Regions from separate parts of the Sus scrofa genome. Here regions 2, 3 and 4 are each linked to region 1. The links are chromatin contacts, called in public Hi-C and HiChIP or PLAC-seq maps. All regions are on one chromosome and are shown on one strand. The core of a region is the stretch at or near the end of the contact, and the rest is flanking DNA. Distances in the headings are between cores, read along the strand shown.

Evidence for each region. A called contact is a pair of places that touch in the nucleus more often than the background predicts. HiChIP or PLAC-seq counts read pairs in DNA pulled down with a chosen protein or histone mark.
Region 2: a contact with region 1 is called in an H3K27ac HiChIP or PLAC-seq map of skeletal muscle, with 5 times the contacts expected there. The contact joins the promoter of PADI2 here to the promoter of SDHB in region 1. A contact is called at or near these places in 5 of 47 Hi-C or Micro-C datasets (blood, brain, embryonic fibroblasts and 2 more) and 2 of 2 datasets of contacts at active chromatin or transcription factors (alveolar macrophages and skeletal muscle).
Region 3: a Hi-C map of fetal liver shows a contact between it and region 1, with 2.9 times the contacts expected there. The contact joins the enhancer-like site here to the promoter of SDHB in region 1. A contact is called at or near these places in 3 of 5 promoter capture datasets (fetal liver, fetal skeletal muscle and liver), 30 of 47 Hi-C or Micro-C datasets (adipose tissue, alveolar macrophages, blood and 14 more) and 2 of 2 datasets of contacts at active chromatin or transcription factors (alveolar macrophages and skeletal muscle).
Region 4: a contact with region 1 is called in a Hi-C map of skeletal muscle, with 6 times the contacts expected there. The contact joins the enhancer-like site here to the promoter of SDHB in region 1. A contact is called at or near these places in 5 of 47 Hi-C or Micro-C datasets (epiblast stem cells, heart right ventricle, liver and 1 more).

Annotation. Positions count from the first base shown.
Region 1 is chr6:75,675,316-75,680,009 of Sscrofa11.1, forward strand. It overlaps SDHB (succinate dehydrogenase complex iron sulfur subunit B), which reads right to left and starts at 2,796. Exons shown (of 8, transcript NM_001104953.1): 1 at 2,725-2,796. The coding sequence starts at 2,796.
Region 2 is chr6:75,753,849-75,759,273 of Sscrofa11.1, forward strand. It overlaps PADI2 (protein-arginine deiminase type-2), which reads right to left and starts at 2,129. Exons shown (of 16, transcript XM_003356166.4): 1 at 1,864-2,129. The coding sequence starts at 1,955.
Region 3 is chr6:75,590,802-75,595,752 of Sscrofa11.1, forward strand. CROCC (rootletin) reads left to right here. Exons shown (of 39, transcript XM_003127643.4): 26 at 1,027-1,194; 27 at 3,153-3,312; 28 at 3,315-3,524. Among named protein-coding and RNA genes, the nearest start is that of MFAP2, 22 kb to the right of the region's middle. Within about 2 kb of position 3,565, at least 22 of the 83 cell types and tissues checked have an H3K27ac peak or open chromatin away from gene starts, as enhancers often do. A contact at or near this core is called in adipose tissue, fetal liver, omental adipose tissue and 3 more, where this site is marked.
Region 4 is chr6:75,549,802-75,554,478 of Sscrofa11.1, forward strand. No RefSeq gene overlaps it. Among named protein-coding and RNA genes, the nearest start is that of CROCC, 6.4 kb to the right of the region's middle. Within about 2 kb of position 1,905, at least 39 of the 83 cell types and tissues checked have an H3K27ac peak or open chromatin away from gene starts, as enhancers often do. A contact at or near this core is called in skeletal muscle, where this site is marked.

The DNA.
Region 1 (4,694 bases), core at 1,546-4,045:
GAGTTCAAGGCTGAGTGTACCTTTGTAAGAAATCGTGGATAAGCTGAAAGGCATAGTTTATTTTTCACTTTTGCTTTTTAAGGCCGCACCCTCAGCATATGGAGGTTCCCAGGCTAGGGGTCAAATCGGAGTTACAGCTGTCAGCCTATGCTACAGCCACAGCAACGCAGGATCCGAGCCGCATCTGCAATCTACACCACAGCTCGTGGCTAACTGAGCGAGGCCAGAGATTGAATGCACGATCTCATGGTTCCTAGTCAGATTCGTTTCCCCTGAGCCACAATGGGAACTCCTGAAATGCACAGTTTATAATTGAAGGCAAGAAGCGAGATATCAACAACTGGACTGAAACCAGACTGAGGATGAGAAGGGTGAATTCTGGATTACACTGAAGGCAGCGTGTTATTTAAGGAGAGCTTCCTTGGGAGCAGGCTGGGAGCTTGAATTCGACGGTGCAGATACAGATTCAGAGATAGGCGGGAAAGATGTGGAAATGGAGAGGAAAAAGGCAGGGAGGTCTCACCAGAGAGAGACAGTTTCCGAAAGGTGTGAATGGTGGTGGTCCAAAGCCAAGATTTAAAACTTAGTAGCTGGACGTTCTTTGGCAAATTACTTAACTTTTTCTGACTTTGTTTCCTTTTGTAAGAAAGTAGTGGGTATTAAAATCTACCTCATAGGATTAACAGGAGGGCCAAGTTTCTGGCATTGCTCAGAAAATAATTTCTGCTCTTCCACATTGGCAACCATATCCATTCTTGCATTATTCTTTTTTTTTTTTTTTTTCTTTTTAGGGCTGCACCTGGGACATATGGAGGTTTCCAGGCTAGGAGGAGCTACAGTTGGGCCACAGCCATAGCCATGCAGGATCCAAGCTGCGTTTGCGATCTACATCACAGCTCACAGCAATGCCAGATCCTTAACCCACTGAGCGAGGCCAGAGATTGAACCTGCAACCTCATGGTTCCTAGTCGGGATTTGTTCCCACTGCGCCACGACGGGAACTCCTGTTCTTGCATTATTCTAATTGGCAGATGGGTATAGCAAGCCCCGTCAGCTCTAGAGGCAATGAGACACACAACTGAAAGTCTGTGGTATTTGCCCTTGGGGAGTACACAGTCTAGAGGAAGAAATGAGGCAACATAAACAACAGTTAATACACTACAGTTCAATACTCACAGGCAGAACTGTGGTTCAGTGGTACAAACAAAAGCATGAGGAATTCAGAAGAGATCTCCCACTGTGTCCTAGACTCTTAGGAACCAGAGTATACCCGAAAGTAGTACACCAAGCTCATTACGGATTCTATTCAGGTGGATTATGATGATGTCACTATTTATGGATGTGAATATATTTTCCTACACGGGGGTGTGAGTGTAATTTATTTTCTTTGCCCTCAGGAGGCCCTACAGTGGCTTCACCTGGAATTACAACACTGACCTATGAAACCAACTTTCTCTGTAATTCATTCTTGGAGGAGGGACCTGAGCTTCAGAATGCACTCTCATTGGTGGGACTCTCACAACCTAACTGCTTGCTCAGCAAGTATAAAAGAGCTGTAAACAAGGTCATTATCAATCACCAATTTAACGCTCAGCTTAAGATGCTGGTAGGCAGTTTTCATCCCCAGCCCTACTTCTCAGAAGGCTGCGAGATGACCTGTCTGAGTTCACATAGAGCATATTGCAAAGAGCTGGTGTTAGAAGACTGGCCATATGCCAGCGAATATGTTCTCATGGAGGTGCAGGAAGAGGAGGGGAATTCATAATTCTTGTACCTCTATTGTGGGCAGATCTATGCTAGGAGTTTTTCACATACAAAGATCAAAACACTGGGGTCTGGTCCTGGATCAACCCATTCTTGGCTGTGATATTTTGAACAAGTAAAAAAACAAACACAAAAAAACCCAAAACACCACTTTCTGAGGCCTCAGTTTTCCAAACTCTAAAATGGAGGTAAGAATTCCTGCTTGTCCATCTTACAGGGTTTTTTCAGGAGCCCAAAGGACGAAAAAGATTTGAAAGGGATTTACATACACAAATTGCGATGGCAATTTCCCTTCCTCCCATTTTGAATGCAGATCACAAGTGTGTAGCTTCCTGACAACTCAAGGGATGCACCCTGAAGAACGTAAATAAGAGCAGTGCCAAGCTCGATAAGGTCGGTACGCCCTTTACAGGTAGAGATTCAGAGCGGATGACTCTGCTTTACGAAGACTCATATCCTCAGGGCATCAAGCGGATTACCTTCCATTTTTCTGTTCCCTTGGCCCCAACAATTCACCCGCCCTTTCCCTCTTTACTGAGCACCCTGGAGGAGTGACCTCGCCTCCCAGTTTTATCCTTAGCGCTCCGGCAGGTCTGTCTTTCCCAAAGGAGTCAGAAAAAGGGCTCGGAGGCCAAATGGTCGGATTCGAATTATGCTTCCCAACAGACACTCGCTCGCCATGTGACCTTGGGCAATTCCAGTTCCCTCTCCGAACTTCTCTTTCTTGTGTCTAAAAAACCCTCTCCGCCCTGACCAATTCACGGGCTGCAGAAAGGTGCAGAAAGATAACCGGCAGGAACGCTCCCGACCAGAGTTAGAGCACTGCGCGGGTGGGAGCGGGTTGTCCTCCTCGAGGCCTGGCCCTGTGCTCCCTCAGCCCTTCCGCTGCCCTCCCCACTGCAAGCCGTCTCCGTGACCTTCATGCCTGGCTCGCCCCCTCCGCCCGGGGCGGGTGCTCACCTGCAGGCAGGCTCCGCCAAGGGTTGTGGCCGGGAACCAGCGTTTCAAGGAGACCGCGACCACCGCCGCCATTTTGGTTTCTGACGTCGAGCCCCACCCCTTCACCCCGAGGGCACTCTCCGCCGCTGTCCCACCGAGCACCGCGGCGCCGAGCCAGCGTCCACCGAGGACCCGCTAGCTGCTCAGAACCACCGAGTGGGAGGTGGCTTCCGGTTTCCCGAGTGGGTGGAGGGAAGGCGGAGAAAGCCTGCAAGAACGGGCGTAGTTGCCGTGGGCCGGACGCATGCCCACTTAGTCTCCCGCGTTCGAAGGTGACCTTCCCAGAGGAAGGGGCGGAGCCAGGGAGGGAGGGCCGTGGTAAGGGGTGGGGCTACAGCCTAAGTGGGCGGAGCCATTCGATCTTCGTCCTCTCCCGATTTTTAACCCCTTTCTTCCTGAAAATTTATCTATCATGTCACTCAACTGCGGTTTGCCCGAGACTGACCGGGTTTCAGCACTGCTGCCTCCCAAGAAACCCCTCAGTCCGGGGCAAATCAGGAATGTTGGAGTCCGAGGGGACTTCAACGATCAAGGGCAAAGGTGTCATTCATTCAAAAATACGTATGGAGCACCACTATGTGCCAGGTGCTGGGTACTACAGTGCGTGAGCAAGCCGGGCACCGGTGCCGCCCTCACCAAACTTACCAGACAATTGTAATACGGTAAGTTCTGTTCTGTAAAAGAGGAGCGAGAAGGGAACCCAGGATGGCTCAATCAGTCAGTTAGCGTTAGAAACCATTTCTTGAACACCTACTATGTGCCAAGCATTATGATTCATCTTAATACTCAAAGCAGTCTTTTTATGAAAGAGGTGTGCGTATTTTAACTTTTCTTCTTTCTTTTTTTTCTTTTTTGACTTTGCCTGTTTTAGGGCCGCACCCGCGGCATGTGGAGGTTCCCAAGCTAGGGGTCTGAGCCGCATCTGCAACCTACACCACAGCTCACGGCAACGCGGGATCTTCAACCTACTGAGCAAGGCCAGGGATCGAACCCACAACCTCATGGTTCCTTATTGGATTTGTTAACTACTGAGCCATGACAGAAGCTCCTTAACTTTCTATTTCAGTCATATCAGCTGCTTTATCCAGACCTCTGCATGGGTTATCTCAGAGCCCACCTCACTCTGGGAACTCAATTACCTGGGCAGGTGTGGCTTTTGTCCTTCCTGTCTCAGTCTCTTCAGTCAGCTCTGGCAGTTTATGTAGTTAGCTAACTTTGCAGTTCCCTGTATCTCCCAGGATGATGTTTTCCCTTCTTGGCCCACTTGCTTTTGTTTTGTTTTTGTTTTTGTTTTTTAGGCCTCCCCATAGCATCCCTGGCCAAGGATCAGATTTGAGCCACAGACGTGACCTACGCTGCAGCAGTGCTGGATCCTTAACCCACTGTGCCGGGCTGGGGATTGAACCTGTGTCCCAGGACTCCAGAGATGCTGCCAATCCCCATGAGCCACGGAGGGAATTCCTGCCCACTTGTTTTCGACATATAAAAGTCACCTTTTAAAAGAATTGAGGTTAGGAGTTCCCGTCGTGGTGCAGTGGTTAACGAATCCGACTAGGAGCCATGAGGTTGCAGGTTCCATCCCTGGCCTTGCTCGGTGGGCCTGGGATCTGGTGTTGCCGTGAGCTGTGGTGTAGGTCACAGACGTGGCTGGGATCCTGTGTTGCTGTGGCTCTGGCGTAGGCTGGCTACAGCTCCAATTAGACCCCTAGCCTGGGTACTTCCCTATGCTGCGGGAGCAGCCCTAGAAAAGGCAGAAAGATCAAAAAATAAATAAATAAAAGAATTGAGGTTGTAGTTGATGTACAATATTATGTTTCAGGTGTTAAAGATTATGTTCCATTTATAGTTATTATAAAATATTGGGTATATTTCCTGTGTTGTACTCTATATCTTTGCAGTTTATTTATTTTACGGAGTAGTTTGTACTTCTT
Region 2 (5,425 bases), core at 879-3,378, 78 kb after region 1:
TCTTAAGGGAAGTGCAGATGGGAGAGGGAGGGTCGCTGGGGCTGTGGCTGGGTTCTTGAGAAAGGACAAAGGGGGGTCGTCACAGCTCTGGCCCCTGCCCGAGGGAGGATGAGTCCACACCTCCCCCACTCCCTGCCCCCACTCTGCCAGGGAGAGAGCGGGCAAGGGGCTTGAGCCTGAACCCCTTTTATACCCCACCTCAATGGAGGCACCACGCCAGCCTTTCAGGTTGCACTAAAAGTGCCCCAGTGAACAAACAGGCGGGTATAATGACAGCTGAGGCTTAGCGACCTGAGCATCCTGGCTCCTTGCCCACTTCCTGGTAGGGCCCAGTTCAGGATTGGGGGTGGGGAAGGGAAGGGAGCCCTCCCAGGCCACTGAGGCCTGGACCACACTCCACTTCTGTGTTGTGAGCCCAGAAACCACCCCTGAGGTTTACATGTGGACAACTGAGGCCAGGGGCTGAGGAGTGGGGACAGACCTTGGTCTGCAGGGTGACGGGGTCATTTGCCCTAGGGGAAGGACAGCGCCTGCTGAGGAGGTGGCAGAAGACTGGCCCCACAGAGCTGCCAGGGCCACTGGAGGTGACAGAGAGCATGGGCTGGGGAGGGTGTGTGGAAAGACCCAGGGATGGGGTTTGGTGGGGGCCTGGGAGAGGCAGGGTGCTCCGGATGACAGAATGATGTGGGAGCAATAGGCCACTTCGGCACCTCCAGCTTAGCCCAAGGCACAGAGAGGCTAAGGGACATGCCCCAGGGTATCAGCATGGGGTCCCAGCCCTGAGCCCAGCATGCTCCCTCCTCTCACCACTGACCCCTCCCACGCTAGCAATGGGGAACATTTCAAATGCTTGGAATAGAGGTTCTGCAGGATCCCGTCCAAGACCCTCGGCCCTGCATTCACACCAGCCGCACTTTGCAAGGCCTGCCCCAAGCATCGCAGGGAGATGGCTCCTTGGACTTGGCTGCTTCCCGGGGGCGGGGCTGGGGGCTGGAGGTAGGCCCTGACTTCAATTCCCTCACCCCATGTCCTACTGTCTCAGAAATCCTGCACCCCACCAAAGTTCATGGACAGGAGCAAAGGGCCGGTGGCAACAGGGTCCTGAATCAGGAGCTCTCCTCTGACAAAGATCCCAACTGCACCACCTCGGTTTGCGGGAACAAAGTCCCTCCCTGACCCCAGGGTGAAGTCAAGGGAAGGCATTTGGGGACATGGAGCTTATGGCCAGTGCCTGGGGACAGGCAATCACCAGCAGCCCCCACAGGGTGAAACTGGAGCTTAGGCAACCCCTAGAGCCAGATTCCACCACTGGGCAGCTCCCCTCTGGCCCAGTCTCAGCCTCCAGCAAATCCTGCAGGAGGCTCAGCTGATCTGGGAGTGGGGCAAGGCGCTGAGTTGAGGTGGGTGGTGAGTCAGTAGGGTCTGAGGAGAAGGGAGGGGGCATAAGGGACGTGTGGGGTGGGGGGAGCGGGGAGGGAAAGAGGGGAGGATGACTAGGAAGTTGGAAGGTGCTGAGGTTGTCCTGGGAGAGGGACTGGGGAGGGTCCAGTGGGGGGAAGCCCGAGGTGAGGGGCGGGGTCTGGGAAAGGAGTAGCAAAGGGGGTTGGGGCCGTGTCAGGGCATCTGGGAAGGTCTCTAGATTTCTCGCGGAGGTTGACACAAGGTTTGGGGGTTCCCAAGTTTCTGCGGGAGGTTCTTAAGATTTCTGGGCGCGGGGGCCTCGGGGGCGAGGGATGACTCGGGCTGGAGGAAGGCTGCCCGCGTCTCCAAGTCCGGGGAGGGTCTCGGGATTTCTGGGGCTTAGATTTTGGGCCGAGCCCGGAGTTGGAGGGGGTCTCGGGCCAGCGCGGTGGCCCAGCTCACCTGTAGACATCGGTCCAGAGGTGCGTGCCCAGCACGTACACCGCCTCAACGCGGCTCCCGTACTGCAGCCGCACGGTCCGCTCGCGCAGCATCTTCCTGGCAGAGCACAGCCCTGGGTGGGTCCTCGTTCGTCCCCGTCCGCCCGGAGCACCTGCGGCAGGTGAACCCTCACCAGCTGTCCGCAGTCGCCCGGCGCCGGGCTCCGCCTTTATCCTGCCGCCGGTGGGCGGGGCGGCCCGTCGGCTGGCGGGGCGGCCCGTCGGCCTCCCTTGCAATGGGCCGTGGGCCTGTCCGTCAAGCGTGACCACGCCCCCAACTCTTTCCGCTCCCTCGTGGTCTGGGTGAAGTCAGCAGTTGCAAGGTCCCTCTTTTTCATGGTTGATTTACTCATTCTTTCATTCCACACACTTTCCGTGGGCCCCCAACTGCCCGGTGCCAGGACGCAGGGCCAGTCTCCCTTCCGGGCGACCCCAGCCCTACCGGGCAGGTAATGCAAATGTGGAGCTGGCTTCGGGGCGGGGACAGGAAGGAGGTGGAGGGAGCCCAGACCAGAGGGTGCCCTAAATCAGCCCAGGCTCCGGGACCTGAGCCTTCTTAAAGAAGGCGTTTGCAAAGTAAGTGGAAGGGAGGAGAGGAAGCTGACCAAACCAGGAAGCCAGATACCGCCTGACACCCACTCAACTCAACAATCAGATCAGAATTAGAGGGAAAATGGGGAGGGGGCGGGGGCGGGGAACTCTGCAGCCTGCGGCGCCAGAATGCAAGCCAGGGCTTCGGTAGGTGGGCGATGAGAGCCTTGGCACGGCTTCCTCAGCGAGGAGTGGTCAGGGCTGGAAGTGAAGGAGGCCATTCTGGCTGCCTGGGTGGAGGCGCCCCTGGGGAGGGTGGGTGAAGCCTCCTGCTGGGGCTGCAGAGAGCCCTGGAGAGAAGGAATTGATCTACCTGTGTTCGTGGACTGAAATATTGATGTTCCAGTGGAAGGACCGTGAGGGGGTACCATTCTGGCCTGGGCCACTGGGCAGAGGCGGGGGCCACTGCAGAGGTCGCCCTGTGTCCTGTGGAGGCCAAGGGGGGGCAGAAGAACATGCAATGGGGGCCTGAAGCCGCCCCCGCCCCCTCCCAGACCCTTCCAGCTCTGAAGCCAAGCGGGGGCCTGTTCAGATAATTCATATATGATGGAGTGGTCCTTGGTACAAGGGGCAAGAGAGGCATGAGAGCGCAGAGGTTATGAGAAGGGCGTGGCAGGCCGGAGTGTTGGGGCGGGGGGATGGGCGCCCTGGTGCATCTGAATAAGAGGGTCGAGTCTCACAATTGCCTGGCGCTGAGGCGCACCCAGGCTCTGACCCCAGTGGCCTCCTCGAGGCGGCCCAAATTAGGAGATGGACAAGAGCCCAGCTGCTCCCGGGGAGCTGGGACCCAGAGGAATGTGGGTGGGGAAAGGGGAAGACCCAGGGAGACGCTGGTAACGTTTGATGGACGCCGGGACGGCTGAGTGCACCATCCAATCAGGATGCTGGGCGGCCACCTGCCAAAGAAGCAAAAAACCTGTGCTGCTCAGAGCTGATTTCCAGGCCCCTGAAGTGGGTTCTTGTCTGGGCATACCTCGACTGGAATTACATTTCTTTTACAATTTATCTTACTGAGGTATAGTTGATTTACCATGTTGTGTTAATTTCAGCTGTATGGCAAAGTGATTCAGTTAGACATAAATACACATTTTTTTTCATATTTAAAACAAAATTTTGGGAGTTTCTGTTGTGGGTCAGTGGGTTAAGAATCGGAGGCGGGGCCTTGATCAGTGAGTTAAGGATCCTGTATTGCTGCAAACTGGTGTAGGTCACAGATGTGGCTGGGGTCTGGCCTTGCTGTGGCTATGGTGTAGGCTGGCAGCTGCAGCTGCAATTTGACTCTAGCCTGGGAACCTCCATATGCCGCAGGTACAGTCCTAAAAAGTAAAAAGAAAAAATTTTTTTTTAGTTGTGCCCGCAGCATGTAGACGTTCTCTGGGTCAGGGACTGAACTGTACTGCTGCTGTCGCAACGCCAGGATCCTTAAGCCGCTGAGCCACAACGGAACGTCCTCTTTTTCATTTTCTTTTCTATTTGGTATTATTTTTGAGCTCTTACGATGTGAAGATAGGGGGCTTTTGCCAGGGTCCCCACCTTTCCAGGGATCCTAGGGCACAGCACCCTCATTTCACCTACTGGGGCCCAGAGTCAGGGGAGAAGCCCTGCACCCCCATTGAGGCCTGGGCAGGTCTTCCCAGGAGCAAGGGAGTGATAACGTCAGGCCAAGGTGGTGACTGCAGGGAGAGAAGGAAGAAGAGTGGGCCCTTAATGCGCTCCCCCTGCGTGCCAGGCACTGTCCCAAGGGCACTTTTCATGCATTAGAATTAGATCTTTCTACCTCCCAATAACCCTGCCACTTTACAGATGAAGAAGGAGAGCTGCAGAAAGGTTAAAGGATTGACCTGTTTGGTCTCACAGTGCCTAAGAGCCAGGACAAGAACTTGAGGGGTGTGCTGGGAGGGGGCCGCAGGGGTGCAGGGGATAAGGGCAGAGGAGGAATCCTGCGTTCCAGGCCCAGCCTTGCCTCTGTGGTACCTGGGACAATTCACCCTGCCTGCCATTAGCCTCATTTTCCTCATCTGAAAAATGTGACCTCAGCCTAGGGGTGAGGATAACATTACATGAGACAATGTATGAAATACATGAAATACTGGCACACTGTCTGGACAAGGTGTGCGCTCAAGAAATGACACTCCCTCTACTTACATAAAAAAAAAAAAAAGATCCCACCCAGGCCCAGCTGACCCACACTCAGGGTTCCTGTCCCTGGCTCTGGGCCTATGACGTTGGGTCACAGCACCTGGTTGGTGGGGACGGGAGCCTCCGGGTGCCCAAGGGCTTAAAATAGCTGAAGTGGTCACAGCTGTTGGTGGATTCAGGGCCGGAGGTCTCAGCCATCACGACTGCTCCCCTGAGGCCCGGAAGGGCCACGAGACATCTCATTGTGCCTTTTGGGGAGTGCCAGCAAAGGGCAGGCTTAGCCTGGGCCAGTTCTGGCACTGACCAGCACCCCACACCCCCAACTCACTCTGACTCCTGCCAAGCAAGCAGCCAGAGAAGCCAGGCTGGGAGAGGCCTGTCTGTGCTGTTCCCTGCTGTGATCCTTTGTTGGGTGTCTCTCTCTGTGCCAGGCCTCGGGGGAACCTGGGAGGTGACCCAGCTATCTCATGGGCCTGCCTTGTTTTCAGGTTCACTGAGGGCATCATACATGCAAGAATTTAAGAAGAGGAGTTCCCTGGCGGCCTAGCTGTTAAAGGACCTGGCATTGTCACTGCTGTGGAGAGGGTTCTATCCCTGGTCCTGGAACTTCTGCATGCCACAGGCATGGCCAAAACAACAACAAAACAAAACAAGAATTTAAGAAGAAAAAAACACACAAGGAATACCTGATCATTTTGGAAAAATAATTTCAAAAAAACATCACCCATGACCTCAAGACCAGAGATGTCCACTGTTCACATTTTTGCCTATGATCTCACAGGGCCCAGCAGAGG
Region 3 (4,951 bases), core at 2,315-4,814, 84 kb before region 1:
TTTTTAATCTTTTTAGGGTCATACCCACGGTATATGGAGGTTCCCAGGCCAGGAGTCCAGTTGGAGCTGTAGCCTACACCACAGCCACAGCAACGCCAGATCTCAGCTGCATCTGCAACCTACACCACAGCTCATGGCACCACCGGATCCTTAACCTACTGAACGGGACCAAGGATCACACCTGCAGCCTCATGCATACTAGTCAGATTCGTTTCCACTAGGGCATGATGGGAACTCCTAGAACATACTTTTGATTCCACTTGTTTGAGACCAGATCCCAGTCTGTTGCTTAGGGGGCTGTGTGACTTGGATGAGTCACTTCACATCTCTGAGCTTCAGGGTGTTTTTTTTTTTTTTTTCCCCCTCTATTTTATCTTATTTTGGGGTTGGGGGTTGCTGTGCCTGTGGCATGTGGATGTTCCCAGGTCAAAGATCAAACCCATGCCACAGCAATGACCTGAGCCACAGCAATGACAATGCCAGGTCCTTATCCCAATGAGCCACCAGGAAACTCCTGAGCTTTAGTTTTTTTGTCTGTTAAATAGGGGTAATGTTAGTACCTACCCCAAACTAATGAATTAATATGAGTCAAGTGCTTCGAACAGGGCTGGACACATGGCAAGCATTCCATAAACATTAGGCGTCATTACAGAGGTGAAAGATGACCCAGAGTTCCTGTCCTGCAGAACTCCTAGGGATTCTGCACTCCCTACCCCGACTCTCTATGGTAGGTAATTATGATTAGATGGTACACGGAGGTCACTGGTGCCCAGGTGCCTGGCACGGCTCAAGGTCAATGGAGTTATCAGGCTCCCAGTGGGTTGAGGTGGCATTCAGTGTATGTGTTCCTAGAGCCATGGGTCTTGAGTTCCCTCTGTGCCAGGTCTGGACTGGGCAGGGTAGAGGGGCAGAGCCAGACAGGCTGCTGCTGGAAGCTGTGGGCACTCACCCACACCCTGGGCTAGGAGAGGCTGTGGGTGCTGAGAATGGGTCCTCGGTCCTACCTGTGCCCCCTCTGTCTCACAGATGAAGATGCTGGACAGCGAGAACACCAGGCTGGGCAGAGAACTGGTGGAGCTGCAGGGCCGCCTGGCCCTTGGCGAGCGGGCAGAAAAGGAGGGCAGACGGGAGGCCCTGGGCCTCCGACAGAAGCTGCTGAAGGGAGAGGCCAGCCTGGAGGCTGTGCGGCAGGAGGTAACTAGACCTCAGGCAGACTGCCTAGAGGAAGAGGGTCCTCAGAGGCTGTCACGCTGCCCCTCGCCTTTTCTGATGGAAGCAGGGGGGATTCCAGTGCCAGAGTCATTCTGAGATCGTTCCCTGAGTCCTGTCCCTGTCCTCAATCCTTGAGCTTCTTGCCCAGGTATAATAACAGCAATAGCAGTTACAGAAACTGTGTCGCAGGGACGGGGGGAGCCTTATAGATAGAACCTTGTTTGATTCTCCCAGCAGCCTCAGGAGGTAGGTATGCTTAGTCCCAGTTTACAGAGAGAACCAGACACTGAGGCCCAGAGTCTAATCAAGGTCACCCAGCCACCCAGACCTGTCTGACTCCAAAGCCCTCACTCTTTCCACACTGCCTTTTCTGGTAGTGAATTTGCTGTGTGGCCTGGACTAAGTCACTCAGTCTCTCTGTGCTTTAGAGCATTCATGGGCTGGGGGATGGCACAGCAGTGGGTGTATACCAAGCCTTGGTGCAGATCTTGGCATCCAGGGGTTGCTCCCTAGATGGTTCCCAGTGAACCTGATAACCACGAGAGGTCCACTTATTCTCTGAACCAGAGGGGTGTGTGTGCGGCCATCATGCGCTTCATCAGTAAATAACTTTTTATTTTTTTATTTTTTATTTTTATTTTTCTGCCCTTTAGGGCCGCACCTGTGGCATATGGAGGTTCCCAGGCTAGGGGTCGAATCAGAGCTGTAGCTGCCAGCCTACGCCACAGCCATAGCAGCGCCAGATCTGAGCCTCGTCTGCAATCTACACCACAGCTCACAGCAACACCAGATCCTTAACCCACTGAGCAAGGCCAGGGATTGAACCTACAACCTCATGGTTTTTAGTCAGATTCATTTCTGCTGTGCCATGACGGGAACTCTAGTAAATAATTTTTTAGTGCCTCCCCTCATTGTGATTAATTGATTTATTTTTATAGCATATGGGAGCTCCTGGCATATGGAAATTCCTGGGCTAGGAATTGAATCTCAGCTGCATCTGCGACCTGTGTGGCAGCTGTGGCAATATTGGATCCTTTAACCCACTGCTCCAGGCCAGGGATTTAACCCTTGCCTCTGCAGCAACTGGAGCTGCTGCAGTGAGTTGTTTTGTTTTGTTTGTTTGTTTGTTTTGCTTTTTAGGGCATATGGAAGTTCCCAGGCCAGGGGTCAAATCAGAGCTTGCAGTTGCTGGCCACAGCCACAGCCATGCCAGATCCAAGCTGTGTCTGTGACCTACCCTGCAGCTCATGGCGACGCCAGATCCTTAACCCACTGAGAGACCAGGGATCAAACCTGAGTCCTCATGGATACTAGTTGGGTTCGTTACCGCTGAGCCGCAACAGGAAATCCTGCAGTCAGATTCCTAAAGGCACTGCACCACGGTGGGAAATCCCACCCCCCTTTTTGTTTTTAAATTGATAAATTACGTGCACTGAAAAGGTAGTGTAGTCTAGTGGTTCAGGGAACAGGCTCTGGAGCCAGGGTGCCCTGCTTTGAAACCAAGCTCTCAGTTTACTAGCTCTGTGGCCTTTGGCAAGTTACATAACTGCCCCAGGTCTCCATTTCCTCATCTTTAAAATAAAGATGATTCATAGTAGAATCACCAGTCATCAATCAGAGTTGATTCTTGGCAAGGAAAGTACTTAGTGCCTGGCACCAATAATGCCTATCTTTATAAGCCTTAGCTGTTAGTTTACACTGCAAGTCATATATACAGAAGGAAGAGATAAACAAATTCTAATAGTTTCCTGCTACACTCCCATGAGTGTTCCCATGCATGATGTTCCTGCACGCCCTGCATGGGTGGAGACCACTAATGGAACAGGTGTCATGCATGCCACTTGTGGGCCCCTGGGCTCCAGGCAGGGCCTGGGAGGCTGGGTTTTGGTTTGGGGGGCGGCTTTGATGACACCCACCTCCTGACCTTGCCCCCTCCCCAGCTCCAGGGAGCCCAGCGGAAGCTGCAGGAGCAAGAGGGCGAGTTCCGGACCCGCGAACGAGGCCTGCTGGGCTCCCTGGAGGAGGCACGCGGCGCCCAGAAGCAGCAACTGGACCACGCCCGCAGCCTGGAACAGAAGTTGGAGGCTGCTCGGGCTGAGGCTGCGAGCTGGGGCTGAGACTGAGTGCGGCTGACGGCCGGGCGCAAGGCCTGGAGGCCGAGCTGGCCCGCGTAGAGACGCAGCGGCGTGCGGCTGAGGCCCAGCTGGGCGGCCTGCGCTCTGCCTTGCGCCGGGGCCTGGGCCTTGGCGGGGTGCCCAGCCCGGCCCCCCGGCCCGCGCTGGGCTCCCCCATCCGGAGTGCGCCTGCGGGAGGTGAGTGAGCGCGCAGAGACGGGGAGGGTCAGCGGGTCTAGTTCGGGTCTAGTTCGGTGCCGCCTAAGAGGCCGCCCTTGGCGGACCTGCCCCGCCTTTGATGACCAGTCTCAGACCCCGCCCCTTCAGCCCCTCCCTGTCTCCTTATTGAGACCCGCCTGCCTGGGCCACGCCCCCTGCGACCCTTTCTGGCCCCCACTAGACCACGCCCCCTCGCTGAGGTGGATCCGCACACCCTAGATTGCTGCTTTTTAAAGGGCGTGGAGGATAGAGGATGTCGCTTCTTTTTTTTTTTTTTTTTTTTTTTTTGTCTTTTCTAGGGCTTCATCCGCGGCATATGGAGGTTCCCAGGCTAGGGGTCTAATCGACCTGTAACTTGGGATCCCAGCAGTATCTGCGACCTACACCACAGTTCACCGCAACGCCAGATCCTTAACCAACTGAGCTAGGCCAGAATCCACCCGCAACTTCATGGTTCCTAGTCAGATTCGGTAACACTGAGCCACGACAGAAACTCCGGATGTCGCTTCTTAATGCCCTTAACTCCTCTAAGTCTTTGAGTCTCCAACCTCTGTAACTGATGCCTGCCCTCTCTCCATCAGCCCTTCATCCTCTTCATTCTCCCGTTGCTGGTTCCACACCCCTCCATACCAGGCCTATGACCCCATGTCTCCCCCAGACAGACACTCAGCACCTCCCCCCTTCCAGAAACTTCCTCAGAAGAGAGCCTCCTACCCCCACCTGCTGCTGAGGCTCCGTGGATGACGGTGGGAAAATCAGCATTGTGCTTCAGCAGGCGCAAGCAGCCTTTTAAGAAGGAGCCTTCATCTTGTCTCATCCTGACCCCAATCTCACCTTGATTCCTGGGCCTGAAATAGAATCTGCAGAATCTTAGAACTGTGGGAAATTCACTATGAGACATTGGGTTGTTGTCTCTTCAAATCCAGAGATTTAGCCCCAGGATCACATTAGTCAGTCAGTTACTGTATATATTAAGCACATGCTATGTACCAGGTACAGTTTAAGTAGTAGGGATGGGGCAGTAAACAAAACTGACAGGTGTTTCTGCTTTTATGGAGCTTATGGTCTAGGCTTTGGAATAGCAGACAATGAATGTGATATATAAATTAAACATAGAATGTATTCAGAGTTCCTCTTGTGGCTCAGTGAGTTAAGAACTTGACCAGTATCCATGAGAATGCGGGTTTGATCCCTGGCCTTTCTCAGTGGGTTAAGGATCCAGTGTTGCCGTGGCTATGGTGTAAGTCCCAGATGTGACTCAGATCCTGTGTTGTGGTGGCTGTGGCCTATTCCTGCAGCTGTAGCTCTGATTTGACTCCTAGCCTGGGAACTTCGTATGTCATAGGTGCAGCTGTTAAAAAAAAAAAAAAATCTAGAAGTGACATTCATGGAGATGGAAAAAGATT
Region 4 (4,677 bases), core at 655-3,154, 130 kb before region 1:
CTTAGATTGCATCTGAGGTTCAGATCTGATCTCTGGTCTGGGGACTACATGTCCATGGAGTGGCAAAAAAAAAAAAAAAAAAAAAAAAAATAGAAGAGGGAGCAGCTAGTACAGTGTAGCAGGCAGCCAGAGTAGGCTGCCCACAAGGTGCAGGTGACCAAAGGAGACTTGGTGCAGAGAGGCCTGGAAAGTTCTGCTGGAGGGAGGGGGAGGGATGGGGGCCTGAGCACAGACCTGCCTCACTCCAGAGTGAGGGAGGGCTCTGCAGGGACAGGCAGGATCAGAAGTGGACTGGAGGATTTCCCACTGTGGCACAATGGGGTCAGCGGCTCAGCAGCATCTCTGGCGTGTTAAGAAGCAGGTTTAGGAGTTCCCATCATGGCTCACCGGAAACAAATCTGACTAGTATCCATGGGGACACAGGTTCGATCCCTGGCCTCACTCAGTGGGTAAAGGATCTGGCATTGCTATGGCTGTGGTGTAGGCCAGCGGCTACAGCTCCGATTCGACCCCTCGCCTGGGAACCGCCATATGCCGCAGGTGCAGCCCTAAAAAGACCAAAGTAAAAAGAAGGTTTGATCTCTCTGGCTCGAGAACTCCATACACCACATTAGGGTGAAGAAGTGGAATAGAGAGGCCATGATCCTATCACAGCCTGGGTAGGGATCCAGGATACAGGAAGTGTGGGGACTCCAGACAGGGCGACACAGCCTTGGGCCATGCTGGGTCACCTGGGGCCCATCTGCTTACTGGCAGAGGTCACTCAGCCCTCCTGGAGCTGAATCAAGGGACACCTCAGGGAAATCGTGCCCTTGTCTTCCCAACCTCGCACCCCTCCTCAGCCTAGTCCCCAGGGATTGACTCAGATGTCCCGTGACCAGCAGCACTCCACCCTGGCCCAGGCCACAGCCTTGCCTGCACCATTCCCAGGTGTTAGAGCCCAAAGAGCACCCTGGCAGCCCTTCTTGAAGCTTCTCAGATGTAAAAACCAGCCTCCTCTTTGTCAAACTTCCATTCATCTGCTCCTACCAGTGGGGAAACATGAACCACCAGCTGAGACCGCTGCTTTTCTTTCTGGCTGTTTACTGTTTTCCAAACGTAGAATCACAAAATTAAACATGTTTTTTTCAGGCAAAACACCTCTCCTTCAGCGCTAGAAATTCAGACCTGCCTCCCCCTTTTGAAATGGATCTAATCCTTCAGAAACGCAGGCAAGTTGACGCCCAGTGAGAGGACCAGTAAGTAACCTATTATTAGAAAGGACACGTCACTGTTTAGCTTCACAAGTCTGGTTTCCTCTATGGTCCTCTCCCCATTCCCTGTGGAGAAAGCACCTGAGCTTGTGAGAACAGATGGGCAGCACGTGGGGTTGCGCCATTTTACAGATGAACAAACCGAGGCTAGAGTGCCTCATCCAGAGTTGCAGGACCATCAGGAAAATAGACATTGTCCCCACAGGTGCAGTCAGTGGGGCCTCACTTGCTGCTGTGGGCTCCGAGGCGGGGGCAGGCAGGCCCCCTCAGCCTTGTTGGTCAAGGACAGCACTTCGGGTTTTAAGGCCTTTAAGGTAGGGCCAGGGAACACAACGCCGAGACCGCTGTCGAAGTCTGCTGCTGAGTCTGGGTTCCGATTCCGTCTGCCATCTTGCAGCTTCGAGATCTTAAGCATTAATTGGCTTAATCTTCAATTTCACGTTTATATATAAGAAACTAATCAGCTCTGTTTGCTGGGTTGTCCCGAGCAGTAAATGCGATCTTGTAAGAAAGGCCTTCCAGGCAGCGCGGCTTACGGTTAAACATTCTCAGACCGACCCGCCGCACGCTCCCAGCGGCCGGCCCCGCCCCGGGCCCAGGGCGCGCCCTCCACCCGGGCAACGCGAGGACGTGGGCGGGTCGGGATCGAGCTCCGCCCTCTGGCCCCGCCCAGCCCGGCCCGCTCGGCCTCGGCGGCAGCGGCGGCGGCGCACGAAGGTAGGAGCCCGGCAGCGCGCGCAACCGCGGGCCAGGGGCTCGGGCGCGCGTGGCGCGCTGCGGTGGGAGGAGGCCGCGGGGCCGAGATTGCGACGCGCGCGGAGGGCGGGAAAGCGGGCGCGCGCCAGGGGGCGGGATGAAGCCGCCGGCCGGGGCCTTGGGGGCGCTCTGGGCGCACGCGCCGCGCCCCCGGCGCTGCCCGGCCCGGCAGCCTGGAGAGCGCCCCCGGGGCCTCTGCGGACATCCTGCCAGCGGTCCTGCAGAGATTCCCGCGGGCTGGGGTGGGCGGGACGAGGCGGAGGCCTGTCCGGGCGCTGCGGCCTGCAGACAAGCAGAGAAGCGTCTCTCTGTCCAGCGGTCCCCTCGCTCGCCAGGCAGCGCTCCCGTGGGAGGACTTTCCCAGCTGTCACCGCCACCAGCCGATCCCTTTCTGCAGCTTCCTGAGGGCCAGGCACCGGCCCTGCCTTCCTCGCTTGGGATATGGTTTCTAAGCAACAAACGGAGTTGAAAGTAGCTCCATTTTACCCATAAGGAAACTGAGGCCCAGAATGGTCAATTGAGTTACCCAAGATGGCACAGCCTGTGCAGGAATTTGGGACCTCCTCGAGTTACTCAGAGTGGGGCTTGAAGTCCACCAGTCTCGTTCCCCCGCCTCCCCCTTTAGTCTCGAGGGTTGGTTTTTGTTTTTTTTTTTGCTTTTTGCTTTTTAGAGCTGCATCCACGGCATATGGAAGTTCCCAGGCTAGGGGTGGAATCAGAGCTGTAGCTGCCAGCCTACACCACAGCCACAGCAACATCAGATCCGACCTACACCACAGCTCACAGCAACACCGGATTCTTAACCCACTGAGCAAGGCCAGGGGTCGAACCTGCACCCTCATGGTTCCTAGTCAGATTCATTTCTGCTGTGCCAGGACAGGAACTCCTGGGGTTGGCATTTTGAACAGGCTCTCTCTCTTTTTTTTTTTTTTTTTTTTGTTGTTGTTGTCTTTTTGCTATTTCTTGCTCCTGCGGCATATGGAGATTCCCAGGCTAGGGGTCCAATTGGAGCTTTAGCCACTGGCCTACACCAGAGCCACAGCAACTCGGGATCTGAGCCGCATCTGCAACCTACACCACAGCTCACGGCAACGCCGGATCGTTAACCCACTGAGCAAGGGCAGGGACCGAATCCGAAACCTTATGGTTCCTAGTCGGATTCGTTAACCACTGCGCCACGACGGGAACTCCCAGGCTCTCTTACCTTGTGATTTTATGCAAACCCAAGAGGACAACAGCTCTGAGCACTGCTGGTCAGGGGACGTCTGAGTCATTCCCTGTATGACTCCTTGGTGGCCTGTCTCCCCAGCTCGCTCTGGGACCTAGACTTGGGGGGGAGGCCATGAAGGTACCATCTATCTGTTTTCATCTGAGATTTCCTGTTTTCCTTGGTTAAGCTCACAGCAGGTGCTCAATAAACTAATCCTGTGGCAGGATCAGACCAGAGGCTAAGGCCAAGCCAAGCGAGGCCAGGCTTGCAGTCAGGAAAGATCTGAGGAGTAAGAACTCCTAGAGCTTGGGGTTTCTTTGACATAGCCCCTCCTCTCCCGTCTTTCTCTCAAGCCCTGGAAATGGGGGTCAGCCCTTGGAGACTAGATACCCCTTCCACCCAGGGGTCCTGTGTTGGGGACATTGCCCAGTGTTTACTCTGAATTCCTTCCCAGTCTGTAGGTTACACCAACCATGGCCAAGCCTTGCCCTGTGTGACCCCCACCAAACCCAGAGGAATTTTTTTCCTTTGTATTTTTTTCATTTAGTTTCCTGTATTATTACTTACCTCCTAGCATCCCTTCATTCACTCAACAGCTGTTCATGGTGCTTTGGGCCTTAGGCCCTGCAGCGACATCAGTAAACAAGGCTGACTCGGTCCCTGCCCTTGGAGCAGGCAGACAACATACGTGTAGGAGCAAACAGTGAATGGCTTCTGGCAGAAACCGCTTTGGCTGGGAGGTCAGGGTTCACACTCTCAGAAGGTGACATTTTGGGCCAAGGTCTGGTTGACAAGGAGTCAGCCATGAAAAGAAAGGGGAAGAGCATGCCAGGCAGAGAAGGTGGCAAAGACCTTGAGGTGGCAGCATGGTGGGTGTGTTTGAGAATCAGCGGAGTGGAATGAGCTGGGGGAGGGGGGTGGAGATGGGGGGAGAGGGGGACCAGGGCCAGATGAGTCATGCCTTGTTTGTGGTGGTAGGACTTTTGAGGGGTTTGGTGTTTTTTCTTTTTTGGTTTTTTGCTTTGTAGGGCCGCACCCATGGCATATGGAGGTTCCCAGGCTAGGGAACCTCCTAATCAGAGCTGCAGCTGCTGGCCTATGCCACAGCCACAGCTATGCAGGATCTGAGCTGCATCTGCAACCTACACCACAGCTCATGGCAAAGCCAGATCCTTAACTGACTGAGCAAGGCCTGGGATTGAAGCTGCGTCCTCATGGATACTAGTCAGATTCGTTTCCGCTGAGCCACAATGGGAACTCCATTGCTTGTTATTATTTAAAACTTCGGAACCAGGCATACCTGGGTCTCACCTGTGGCTTCAGCGCTTCACAGCTGGGTGTCCTTGAGCAAATCATTTAACTTCACCCAGCCTTAGTGTTGTCATCTGTAAAGTGGGTAGAAGAGCACCCGCATCATGGGGCTGTCAAGAAGGTTAAAACAGATAGGATGCAGATGCA